3 separate regions of the Mus musculus genome follow, and regions 2 and 3 are each linked to region 1. Evidence: chromatin contacts called from public Hi-C data. All regions are on one chromosome and are shown on one strand. Each heading gives the region's core, a stretch centred on a gene start, on an enhancer-like site or on the middle of the called end of the contact. The rest is flanking DNA. Distances are from core to core; before and after follow the strand shown.

Region 1 (4,282 bases), core at 842-3,341:
ACATGTAAGGCAGGTGAATATTGAAATCCATCAGTGTAAAGTGGGAGTCGAGAGTCTAAGCAAGGGAATTAAAGCCACCCGAGTAAGAACATTTGATACACCGACCCTAACTGCCTTTTGATATAGCATTTTACTACACACTTGGTATTATGGATCCATAACATATAAATGTGTATACTGTAGGATATATAAAAAGTGGCTGTAGTTGTCAATATGCATTTACACGCTGTATTAAGAATGTTCTGTAAAAAAAAATCTCTCGGGATATGATGGCCATGTGTCGCCGAGTGAGTGAATCTACTTTAGAAGATTGGTGGTGGTGGTGGTGGTGGTGGTGGAGGTGTTCATTTTCAGCCCTAAGGAGTTTTGGTAGATAGAACAGCCCAAAATCAGCTGACATTTTCAAAAGTCCCTTGACACTCGGAACAAAGAGTCTTCCAGAATACACTTTCCTCAGAGCAAGGAGTCAAAACTACACACAAAAGCCAAATGTCTAAATCCCCCGAATCTAAGCATGGATGGGGAGCGGGAGACGAGGGGGCACTGGGGTTGGTACCCCAGAGCCGCTGTGGGTGCCGATTCTGCAGACACTGTGGGGCCCACTGTGCAGCCTGTAACACAGGGTGCTGCTGGTGGGGCTGCGCTGATGCAGAAGGCCAATCTGCAAGCACCTTGTTCCTCAAATGAGTTTTATAGTCAGTCCTCTTATTCTGTTGCTTCCAGTCTTCCTGGCAGCCTTAAGTGTATTGTTACTCTCTTCAAAAAAAAGAAAAATACCATGTAAAATGTTACCAGCTTTCTATACACATAATAAAATCAATCTTTTGCTACAAGTCTGTTAAATGAAATAGCATGTCCCCAGGAAACACAAGAAGTGTCAGTGTCTGAAAAAAAATATATATATGTATATATATGAATAAAAGTAAAAAAAAGAAAAACCCAAAGGTCAGAATAAAATACAAAGCAGCTCCTGTAAAACTAAGAATAGATATGAATACTTGCATGCATTCTATATAGCATGTGTCCTCAAAATGCCCCACCAGAATGCATGCTGGAGTTCCGATCTGTGGCGTCTTTTAGGCGTTTGCGAAGCCTTCCTGATTCCCAAGATATAGACATTGCACCCATTGACAAGAAATAGACCTTTTGAATTGAGCTGATAAGTTGAAGTGAATATGGCCTTGGATTTCTACTAAAGAATAGGTTATTTATGAGGGATCTATCACCCCAAAGCCTGGTGGCTAAGAGCAAGCAACTAATAAACAGATATAGCCACTATTTTCCCTTTTATGTGGCAAAGGCTTTATCAACAGATCATATTTAAATAAATTGTGCAAACTAAATTCCCAGTTAAAGAACAAACATCTTCCCATGTCTAATGTGATGGACACGAGGCTGATTTGAAGCCACATGCCATCCAGGAAGAAGGGAGCCCCCTGGCATAGCCAGGACTGAAATCCATCAAAGTTCAGATTTGACTGTCTCCTTGAAAGCTGGACGTGGCGATTCGGCAATCTGCGATTTATTTAATTTTAATTAAATTTTGTTTCACATCCTGTTTTGCAAGTCAGCAAGATGGGTTTTGTTTGCCAAGAGGGGGAAATGACACAGAAGGAGAAACTCGCTGTCCAGGGCGGATCAGAGGTGTGAGGCTGGCGTTAGCGAGGCTGAAGCCTTTCTCGGGAACACAGGACTTTGTCTGCAGAGCCTGTCTGGCCCTCAGTATCGCAGCGCCGCTGTCTCCTCACTGAAGGGCCTATTTGTCTGCTTTAAGTGAGATCACTCAATTCTCAAAAGTCAGTGGAGGGCTGTGGAAGGGGGAGGGTTCGGATAGGCTACTCCAAATAAGTTCCATTAATCAAAAGACACAGTGTAATGTAACTAATATTTTACAATTAGGGAAGCCAAGATGCGACTAAAAGCCATCTATCTCTCTTATACCACATGATCATCGATTCATAATCGGAGACTGAGAGTTGCACAAAGATGCATTTACCCGGTGGGGGGAGCCGGGGGGAGGGCCGGCCTGAGCCGAGATAATGAACGTGGTGAGGGCTCACGGCGCTGAAGGCTGAGAAGAGATGACAGAGAGGCTCAATGCTGACGGATGACATGAAGACACTAGCAGATACCTGACAGCCCGCGGGAGCCTCTGCGCTCTTCCCCCCGCATTATGGTCCTCAATTATCCTGGTAAGGGACTAAGGGGGGCACGAGGAGGCCGGCTGAGCCCGTGGTCATCAGCTCTGGGCTGACTTACCACGCTGCCACTATGCGAGGGGAGCAATCCTGCGAACACCACTCTGAGGGGCTATAGCTTCCTTTACCAAGGCTTTCGGGCACATGGGGGGGGGGGACAACGGGGATGCCCAGTTCGCCATCTGTTTTGTAATAAAATTCCCAACTCTTCAAAGAGGCTCATTTTTTTCCTTTACTGCCACCTTCAGGGAAAAGGAAGAGTTGGTCCCCCCCCCAAAAAAAGAAAAGAAAAGAAAAAAGAAAGAAAGAAAGAAAAAGAAAAAGTGAAGAGTGGATTCCTGGGCATTGGGGGGTGGGGGGAGGCTGGTCTCTGTGAAATGAGTCCCTTAGGGACAGCTCAGACTCCTGAAGTGATCTTCTCAGAGCTCCCCCAGTGAATAACGTGGGGTGTGCCTGCCTTAGTCGGGATCTAATTGCAGGAGCTAAGAAACCGGAGTGTGCCGGGGAAGCAGGGGGGGGTGTGTGAGCTCAGAACCCCTCAGTGAGCAGAGGCTTGGGGGACAGTAATCACAGCAAAAAGCACAAACTTTCCCTGGCTTCTGCCTCAGCGCATGCGCGGCCACCTGCTGGGGGGGCCCCTGCGTTCCCACATAGGTTCAGATCCTGCCCCTTAGTTTCTTTGTAAAGACGCAGTTGGCCTCCTCGTGGAGAGAGTCCTCAGAACAAAGGAGAGTGGTGCTCCAGGAGCCGCAGAAACTTGGCATCTTAGAAAGAATGTTGAGGTGGCAGGGCAGGTGGCACGGTAGACGGGGATCCAGGCCTCAGGGAAGGCCAAGAGCCACAGTGGCGGCCCCACCGGGCACAGCGTCCAGCAACTTTTGCTGCCCTGGCGCAGGGCGCTATTTCTTTAAAATACAATACCACAGTGATGTATTTATGTAATAAAAATAAATCCATATTGAAGCTGGAGATCTGAGGAGCCATTTCTACAGCGTTTGTGGGACCGGGGGGCGGGGTGGTTGGTTTGGTTTGGTTTGGTTTTCAATCATTACGTGGCTAACAAATGTATCACTTCCCTGCCTGTCTCTTCCCTCTTTCCTGTCTATTTCAGAGTGCTCCCCATGCCCAGTCTGAAAAGAGACAGGCTGCAGAAAATGCCAGAATTCTGTGTGTATGAGCCTATACAATCTCACTCGGGACATACACTAATGAGAGAGCTCCCTTTGAAAGAGTCCCAGGTGCCCCTGCCTCCTTGCTCTGCAGAAACACCCAGCAGCACAGAAGAGGCTAAGAGAGGGCGTGGGACGCCACTTCTTGTTCCTTCTGAATCACCTTGCTCTGTCACTCCATCCCTAGGGGACGGTGGCTGGCTCAGAGCAGAGGATCCAGGGACACACGGAGTGGTTTGCTCAATTCTTTGTAGCACCTTAATGAAGCTCCCCCACCCCAAATTTACCTAAAAGTGGGAAGGACAAGCCGACTCTGATACCCCAAGAGAGGTGCTGAGTCTGAGGTAAATCAATTCTTCTGGTTTCGGCATAGCTGTAATTGAGACACCCATTCAAAGACCATGTAACTCACTGAATCCTGCCAGAATCGCAGCCAGAATGGCTATAACAGGTTAGGTTTGACTGTCCCAGACACAAACAGGGCACCATTCCGTCTGCCCTTGGGGTGTGGTAAGGCCAGCTGTGCTAGTGAGCCCAAGGTCAGGCCCTAGCTGCTGCAGGTGCTTACCCACCATCACATCGCCGTGAGTGACATCACTGTAGGTAAAACAACAGGACCAAGTGGAAGGTGGCCGGCAAGGCCAGCCTTCCAACAGGAAACTCCAGGCCCAGAGTTGAGTGTGGGGCTGTCAGCACTCACCATCACCATGTTGCCTCTAGATGAAAAGGAAAGGAGAACCCGCAATGTTCAGAGAACTTGACTGTATTTGCCAGAACCTCTCAGTCAGGAAGCCACCGAAAACCCAGCCCATTGTCTCTGGAAGCAGTTTGTGCTTCGAGACGTTGGGGTCGGCATGGATCTGAGTGGCATTGCTTCCCACTCACAGTTCTCTCATTGTGACTTGACCAGACTGA
Region 2 (4,282 bases), core at 1,166-3,665, 190 kb before region 1:
AAAATACCCACACCCAGGAAATGAGTTGGGCCAGTTAGTTGTCCCTTTTCCTAAGTAAGACAAAGATCTTACATCTGATTACAAAGATCTTTCATCTGATCATCTATCCAGCCTACTTTCCAACTTTCACAGTGTAGAGGTGAAGCCAGGCGCAGCCCAAGGACAGGAAGTAGAGGCAAACTGGAAGAATCTCCAGGAAGACCACGACCACATTGAGATTGCCACAGCCTGGTGGAAGCTGAGAGCCCAACTAGAAGCCAGTTATAATCCCAGTCGAAGTAAAGATTTGAGATTCCAGGGAAGAGTGTCCAGGGGTAGGGCACATCAGAAAAAGCTTGCAGAAATTGATATTCCAGCTGCCTTGCCCTTTTTCCTTCTCCCACAGCAGGTACAGGCATTCCTAGTCAGCTCTCTGGAGTCAGCATCCACACATAGTCAGCCTTTTATCCCTGTCACAAAGCAGGATGGAACCTATTTTCTGGGAGACCCTCCTTTTCTCCTTCAGATTTCTGTTGCTGTCATGTTCACTGGCAGGTGCATGCCACATACACACTCAACCTATCCATTGCCTACAAAACCAGGCGGAACCGGACTCTAAAGATGCCTTAGAAGATCTCATCCCTATGCATTCAGGCATAAGACTGGAAGAAAAGACCACAGAGGAACTCTGTTCACTGGCTTACTTTCCTTGGCTTTCTCAAACTGCTATTTTATACAGCCTTGGTTTACCTCCCTAAGGAGTGGCACTGCCCGAAGTGGGTTGGTTCCTCCAACATCACTTATTAACCAAGAAAATGCACAGACATGCCCACGGGATAGTCTGATGGATGCAATTCCCCAGTTGAAGTTCCCTCTTCCCACCCTGGCATCAGGTAGAGAGCCCTATGAGAAAGGAATAGCCTGTCACATCTGATCTGAATTTGGCTGGCACCTCTGTAGAGAGGGATGATCAAAAGATACCAGGCATCCTGGGAGAGAAGAGAAAGCATCTATGTTTAACAAGGCCTGTATTACCAAGGGATGTGTGACTCTCTCCAAGGTGAAGGCCACGGGCTCTCATATTTACATGCCATGGCAGATAAGCACTCCTAACTATTCTTTGCACAACGGGGCATCTGGAACATGTCTCATTGCACACAGCTTTGCACACTGAGTGGGCCTTCTCGATATCCAATCCCTTACCACCAGAAGATGCAAAGAATGATAAGTTAATGCCATTGGGTGATGGAGCAAGGAGGTGGGTGGAGCCTGGGTCTTCACATAAGTATATCAAAGCAAGTTCCCAGACCTGAACTTGTCTATGTGACAAACTTCCATGTGAATGTCATTATATTTGGGGGCCTGTTTGTAACAGAATCTGTTCCTGATACGGCAGTATCACTATTGAATTATTCTTAGAATCCATATGGGGGCCGTCAGACGTGGTCTCTATGGGTTTGCCTGATGTGACTCTTCCTCCTTATCTGGTATCCAGCTCCCTTCTGTCTTCTCTGTTCAAATGGTATCTCTTTTAATGCATTTTCCGAAACAGCCCACACCCCCCATACTTCCAACACACATGCACACAGGGCCTTTGCCTGTGCTGATTTCTCTTTCTGTGAAATGCCTTCTGTGGCAATCACAAGCTATCCTTTTGCATGTCAATGATTCGGGTTTTCTGGAAACTTGCATACCAAACCACCCTCTGGTTCTTTGCCTGATGAAGTCTTACTCGTCTCCTTCAGCTGTTACTTTTTGAGTCCTTCCTTGACCTTGGGGTCTACAGAGTTGGTCAAGGTTCCCAGTCAATACTTGACATGTCTGCGATGATTACTAAGTAACCGTTTACATTTGATTAACTAGTACCTGACACCCAATCACCACTCAGGAGACTAGACTAACACCAAAGACTAAAACAAAAGAAAATGGATTCCATACTTCAAGATGCAAAGGAAAGATGGTGTGTACATCGATGCTATTGGAGTACAATATGGAATTCACATCAGATTTCACTTCTTGAAAACCCAGTATCCATGAGAGATTTCTCTGAAACCATTAGGTTATCTGGCCAACCAGAAAGACAGGCTAAGCTGGTGTCTGGTGTCCTTCCTATCCAATGCCATTTCAAAAGGTTGCCTCTGGGTGGGAGTCTGCCCTTTGTTCAACAGGGCTGGACTAGGTGACAAGCCACTCCTTGCTTATAAGGAGCCTCCAGATGAGCTGGCACTCATCAGCTATCATTTTGAGGAAGTATTTGTAAAAGCCGGGAGGGGCTCGTCACTGGAGTCCCCACAACCACCCAACACACCCAGAAAACACTATCTACTATAGGACAGGAGCCTCAGAAGAATGCTTCCAGTGAGTTCTAAATCCTGAAGCCTGGGCATTCCAGATCCTGAAATTGTGGGTCTCCCAGTCCCCAGCTTGAGCACTGGCTGCTGAGAGTGTTCCTCTGGCCCCACGCCAAGCGCATCCCTTCATGTGTCAGCCCTGAATCTCTTCATATGTTAGGGTGAGCGGCGTGTACACTCCTTTTTTTTCCACTTCCAAGGCAATTCTACCATCTGTTTCTATTATGGGACTTTATGGCACAGAATACCTCAGACACCAGAGCCTCCATCTTTTTCCTGGCGGGCAGTTAAAGTACTTTATGAACAAAATGATTAAAAGGTAGGGGCCTCCTTAATTTCTCCCCCATTTTTCTTGGCACATTATAGAATTCAGAAGGATTTTTTTTTACAGTTCATTTTATGAAGATGAAAGGTGATTTAAGAGAAAATTAAGAAATTATCGGGGAATGTAAATGTGACCGCAAACCGCCTTTTAAAAATCCTTTAATCTCATCATGATTAAGTGGGGCTTTTTTTTCATATTGTTGCCTAACTGCACAGATTTAAGAAGGCAAAAATCAGGCATGGGCTGAAATTTGCAAATAATTCTGAAATTTGATATCACAGCTCCTGTGGTTCTGTAATATAAAAGCAAATTAAGTCAGCTAAGAGAGGAAGCTTTTAGTCAGAAACAAAGTTCTAGATACATTTGGTACAAGATACGCACAGATGATCATAAAGCTTTAATGAAAGACAAGAATGTACTGAGATTCCCTCATACCCAGGGGTCTTCTTTGAACACAAAATAGGTCCTCTCTGTACACACAAACACACACACACACACACACACACACACACACACACACACACACACACACACACACACATCTGTGTTCTAAATAACCCAATGTGTTCTATACAGCGCAGAGACAACATTCAGTCCACCACTGCCTGCTGTTCATTCTTTGGCCTGTTTATAAAAGCAAAAACGGTTGTGCACTCTTTGAGCACATTCAAGTGACCCATGACAACCTGTGACACCTTTGACAGCGAGTGTTGTAAGAAGGAACGGAAACCAAGAGAGTTACTGTGATTCACATACAGCAAGATAGAGGAAGGAACCATCGTGTCAGCAAAATCCCCTTCTTTGTCTGGAAAGGTCCCAGAGAAGAAGACAAACAGGGAAGACTCCTCAGTCCTCAGTTTCCCATTTCCCAGCAAATTCCTGTTTTAACCAGAGGTCAGAAAAGAAGATAAAGGCTGCCAAGCACAGGCTCCCTGAATCTTAATTTCCTTTCTCAATGGATTTCCCCCCCTTATTACACTTCTATTAGGTAAAACCAAGCTCCAACTCTACAATATCACATTCAAAGTCATTTCAGTGCTGACCCTGAGTGGTTAGGAAGGGAGAATTTGGAAGGTGTACTGAAGGGGAACTGTTTAAACTCTGCTGTGGTCTGAGCAATGAGTGGCAGTAGGCTCTAATCTGGACAGATGAAGGACCCAGGTCTGCATAGCAAGCAGACTGTGGGCTCAAGCTTTCCCACACTTCTGCTTCCAAGAAAAGAGCTGGCCTCTAACTTCTGCTCTAGCCACGCCTCCAAGCTGATCCACTCTTCCAAGTTTTGTTTGCGGTCACCCAGTTCAGCTTTTTGCATCTTCAAAGGTGGGCCTGTGTTCTGAGAAAGAACAGGGCCCTCTATTGCTCCGACTGCCACCTTACCTGACATGACAGGCAAAACAGGGTTGTTCTCCATCAAAGATCATGCCAAGGCTTTGTCCCAGGCTGTAGGGCTGAGAAGTGTTTGAGCTTTGGGGATGGATCCCTTGTGAATAGATTAATGTGTTACCTTTAGGAAACTGAGCTTTCTCTCCAAAATCCCTTGGAAGCAACATAAAGCCTTCTCAGCACCTGTTCTCAGCCTCCAGAACAATGAGCAAAAATTTAACTTTAAAGTGTTTCTCAGGCCCAG
Region 3 (4,282 bases), core at 1,201-3,700, 160 kb before region 1:
GAGGTTCACGATTTCCTGCCCCTCAACAATGAGTGATTGACAGTGAATGACTTAGATTCTCTTCTACAGAGTTACCCTTTTGGTCCAAGCAGAGCTAGGGAATATTTATATCAACTTAGAGTCACAGCTCACATGTGTTTTGGTCGACAATGATGGACACAGTCTACTATGAAAGACACTCATGATCTCTACTATGACAACGGAGCTGGAAAGTCCCTATTGCCCAGTGATGTTGTAACCATCCCGGTGTTTGTGATCACATGGTGTTGATGACAACGGCGACATAGCACATATCATTATATACAGTGTATAACGCCTGATAAGGTAATATATGACTAGGCTATACTTCATCTCATTATTTTACCTACATTGGTATGTTTTCTGTGACAGAATCTACCACATTAGAGCCAGTGTGGCATCTGGCCCTGAGTTCACTTTTTCTCTTGATGCCAAGAGGCTACATCCCGGCAACTGGCCTACCCCTCCTGGGTATTTGTAAGAGCATTCTACATTGTTTGCACAGTGGCGACCTTGCATGGAGATTAGTCCCTCAGAAAGCAATTCCAGCACTGATGAAGGCAAAGCTATAAAACATGGCTTAGGCTTGAAGTTGTCAATCACAAGGAGAGTACCACTAGGCTTGCAGACCAAGGAGCCAGTGCAGGGTAGAAGGCTTGCAGAACATGAGGAGACACAGCTCCCCCCTCTCTGACACCATGCCTCCCTTTCAAGGTGAGCCCAGCTCTGGAAACCCTGCACTGATAAACCCGTGTGTCTTGACAAGAACCACCTACTTCCAGATTCCACAAGGGTCCCTTACCAGCCTACCATCACCTTAGCAGCTGTGTGTGCTGGCCAGCTCACTCTGCGCTCTCCTGCTCTGAGAGCAACTCGGCCCTGCATTAACTCTCAGGGAAGTATAGTCCCCTGGCTCTTTTGACCCAAAACCACTTGCCTTGATGTCAAAATTTAAGGACTAATAACAAACAGATGTGGGGCATTAACAAAGGCTGTCAATAATGTCTGCTTTTGTTCAAAGAAGAAACAGGAGGAGGACAAGAGGAGGGAAAAAAATAGAACCGCCCACCCTCCTTCCTTTCCTTTGTAAGCTCATTGCTGTACAGATAAGTCACAAGCTGCCTCGCTTTGAGCACCTTTAGAATCTTTCTAAGCTGCTACATGGTTGTCCCCAGCCCCAGGGACTTGAGGACTAATTACCACGTTGACACAGTTATTGTCTTCTCCATCATCAGCTTGCATGAACGTGTGCACCATGGTGTCAAAATTGACGTACATGTCAATCATTTGGCCTCCTGAAACAGTCAATTAAAATACACACGAGGAGATTTTTTCTCAAATTTGTCATAACAAGATTTTGCATTTGCGTATTTTTTAACTAAAGATAAGGATCCTGTATACATCCTCTAATTTGTTATCGAGTATTTATTATGGGAAGAGAGTCTTTTTATTCCTAATCACAACTCATTAAAATCGAATATTATTCTCGACAATCTACCGCTGAAGACTCATCACCGTTAGCAGGAAGGAATAAAAAGCGTTTTTCAAATGAAACTTCATTTGAAGCATTTCTCTCTGGAAACAGTCCAATGTGTGTGCAGGGGAAAGAGTATAACACGTGTAATCAAATGCCTTAGTGAAGAAAATTTACTACAAGAAAAGAAGAAAGAAAGAAGGAAAGAAAGAAAGAGAGAGTGAGAAAGAGAGAGAGAGAGAGAAAGAGAAAGAAAGAAAGAAAGAAAGAAAGAAAGAAAGAAAGAAAGAAAGAAAGAGAGAGAGAAAGAAAGACAATGAGAGAGATAAAGAAGAAAAAAGGAAGGAAGGAAATGGATTGAGGCAGGGAGGGAGGGAGAGACAGAGAGAGAGGGGGAGGGAGGAAGGAAGGAAGGAAGGAAGGAAGGAAGGAAGGAAGGAAGGAAGGAAATGGTTGGAGGCAGCGGAGGAAGGGACAGAGAGAAAGAGAGGAAGGAAGAGAAGAGAAGAGAAGAGAAGAGAAGAGAAGAGAAGAGAAGAGAAGAGAAGAGAAGAGAAGAAGAGGAGAGGAGAAGAGAAGAAGAGAGGAGAAGAGAAGAGAAGAGAAGAGAAGAGAAGAGAGAGAGAGAGAGAGAGAGAGAGAGAGAGAGAGAGAGAAAGAAAGAAAGAAAGAAAGAAAGAAAGAAAGAAAGAAAGAAAGAAAGAAAGAAAGAAAGAAAGAAAGAAAGAAAGAAAGATGGAGGAATCTAAAATCCTTTGCAAAATCTGAAGCAGGAACCTATGACCAAATCTGAGGGCTATTTCAAGGGTACCCTAAAGAAGAAAGAGGGGAGTAGGCTAAGCATTTGCCTTCCCTGCTTCTGAGTTTTAGCCCTGAGCCCCTTTCATCCCCAGCCCTGCACTGAAGCTACTGGGTACCTTGTTAGCTATGTGAAGCTGTTTGTTCCCTGTACCCCTCACGTTCCAGCCAGAGCCGACATTCAGATCATCGTTACACGCACAAAGAGGCCACATTTGTAATTCTCATGAATGTCACCCCATCCACAGCAGGCAGGCCGTCGGAATAGGGTTATGAATACTCCGTTTGCTGACTGGGATGATTCTGGCATTAGCGATGTGGCGTTTCCCACATGTTTAGCCTGAAAGAAGACATTTGTTTGGACTGTATGCTTCTGTGTACTTTTTTATTTAAATGCAATAAAATTGACAGATGACTCCTTTTTTGCAACAGGTTTGGAGGAAGAAAATATCGTGATTTTGTCTGCCCCCCCCCTTTTCCCCTTTCTTCCTTGATGGCTGTTTAGACAGCGGTCTTAAAAAATCACTAGTCACTAAAATCCCTCATGCCCGTTTCATATTGTGTTGATTCATATTAAATTCATGACAACAAAAAAGCAACTTGAGGCACTTTTAGAAATGACCGCTCTTTAGTGTGCCTCTCCTTCCTCCGGGCTCGGTGGGCCCAGCGCCCATAAAGCTGCCTGCTGTCTTGTGTCATGAAAAGAAACAGCTTTGCCTGGGAATGCCATTACTGTGTAATGAGGCGTGCGGCAAAATATACCTTCAGCAGCCACTTGATGAAGGCTTGCTGACACACCAGCCCAGACAGAAATGTTTTTTTGTATGTTCTTCCTTATTTTGTCCATCAATCACATCATTAGTCAAAGCAGACAAGCCTGTCAGCCGGGGCCCAGATGCGGAGTGGCAGGCGATCAGCGGACAGGTGTTCTAGCCCCCACCCCCATTCCCTCCCGAAACGCGCACACCCAAAAAGAAATCCTGAAATGAGAAAGGAGCCAAGACCTTGTTTCAAGGGCTGAGACGTCAACAAGAAAGAAAAGGCACGAAGGGCAGAAGTTCAGAAGCCCACTTTGAGCGACCTGAGCAGCAGGGATTCATGGGATTGTTCCACTGAGCGAGAATCGGGACTCAGTTCTGAAGACATTGAAGAAATCAGGGAGGAAACTAAGGGAACACACACACACACACACACACACACACACACACACACTCACAGGAGAAAGAACTAATAAACAAATGGATAAGTAAATAAATGAAGCCCTGTTCATTTCTGGTGGTCAGTGAGGTATTCAAACACAACATTCAAAGACAATAAATAAGAGCAACTTCCTGGGTGACCCTCTTTGGTATCGCAAATGCATAAAATTAAATTGGATAGTTCAGATGCCTGGGGCCACCCAAGCCTATCTGAGCTATCTACCTGACACTGGCTGGGAAATTGAGGGCTCCAAATGGCTAGCTTCTGTAGCAGCGTGGCCCATTTCTAGAGAGCTACAGCATCCTCCGGATATAAGCCACCCCTCCTTTCCTAGGGATCTCAAGTTTCTTCCTCCTAGGCTTCCTTTCTGCCAGGCATTCATTCTGTCTGGGATGTAATAGGTTAAAGAAACCAAGCATATGGAGTCATCTTCTCCGGTTAATTTCTAGCTTTTCAAGCAATCCCTGAAATGTGTGTGTAATGAGCTCATTGCTTGGTTACCCTTGGTTACCAAGGAAGACCATCTTGCTGAGCCTCTCCTGACCTCGCCCTGGCCATTTCAGCCCCTGAATGCAACCTAAAGGCTTCCTAAGGGTCCAGTTTGGCTGAGATGTTACCAGGCATCATGTCACACTTCCCTTCTTTAAAGCAGGCATCCTGTGTTAGAATAATTGTAATTATACTATGACACTAAAACGAGAGTATAGAGTCTCAGGTCCACTACCTCCTTCTTTTACCATATTAAATTAGCACAGCACACTTTTACAGTTACTGAGTCTATGAGGCACATCA

What was found. Hi-C and Micro-C count contacts between places; a contact is called where the count stands out from the background.
Region 2: a contact with region 1 is called in a Hi-C map of cerebellum, with 3 times the contacts expected there. The contact joins two enhancer-like sites. A contact is called at or near these places in 7 of 484 Hi-C or Micro-C datasets (cerebellum, embryonic stem cells, hemogenic endothelial cells and 4 more) and 1 of 115 datasets of contacts at active chromatin or transcription factors (fibro-adipogenic progenitors).
Region 3: a Hi-C map of stem cell-derived motor neurons shows a contact between it and region 1, with 2.8 times the contacts expected there. The contact joins two enhancer-like sites. A contact is called at or near these places in 8 of 484 Hi-C or Micro-C datasets (cortical neurons, gonadal supporting cells, nephron progenitors and 3 more) and 1 of 115 datasets of contacts at active chromatin or transcription factors (differentiating embryonic stem cells).

Annotation. Positions count from the first base shown.
Region 1 is chr7:37,341,095-37,345,376 of GRCm38.p6, forward strand. It overlaps a transcript of Zfp536 not described here. Among named protein-coding and RNA genes, the nearest start is that of Gm30483, 15 kb to the left of the region's middle. Within about 2 kb of position 2,092, at least 28 of the 459 cell types and tissues checked have an H3K27ac peak or open chromatin away from gene starts, as enhancers often do. A contact at or near this core is called in cerebellum and stem cell-derived motor neurons, where this site is marked.
Region 2 is chr7:37,147,441-37,151,722 of GRCm38.p6, forward strand. The region is part of intron 2 of Gm28075 (a long non-coding RNA gene); the gene reads left to right. Among named protein-coding and RNA genes, the nearest start is that of Gm28075, 9.2 kb to the left of the region's middle. Within about 2 kb of position 2,416, at least 3 of the 459 cell types and tissues checked have an H3K27ac peak or open chromatin away from gene starts, as enhancers often do. A contact at or near this core is called in cerebellum, where this site is marked.
Region 3 is chr7:37,177,536-37,181,817 of GRCm38.p6, forward strand. No RefSeq gene overlaps it. Among named protein-coding and RNA genes, the nearest start is that of Gm38994, 6.2 kb to the left of the region's middle. Within about 2 kb of position 2,451, at least 16 of the 459 cell types and tissues checked have an H3K27ac peak or open chromatin away from gene starts, as enhancers often do. A contact at or near this core is called in stem cell-derived motor neurons, where this site is marked.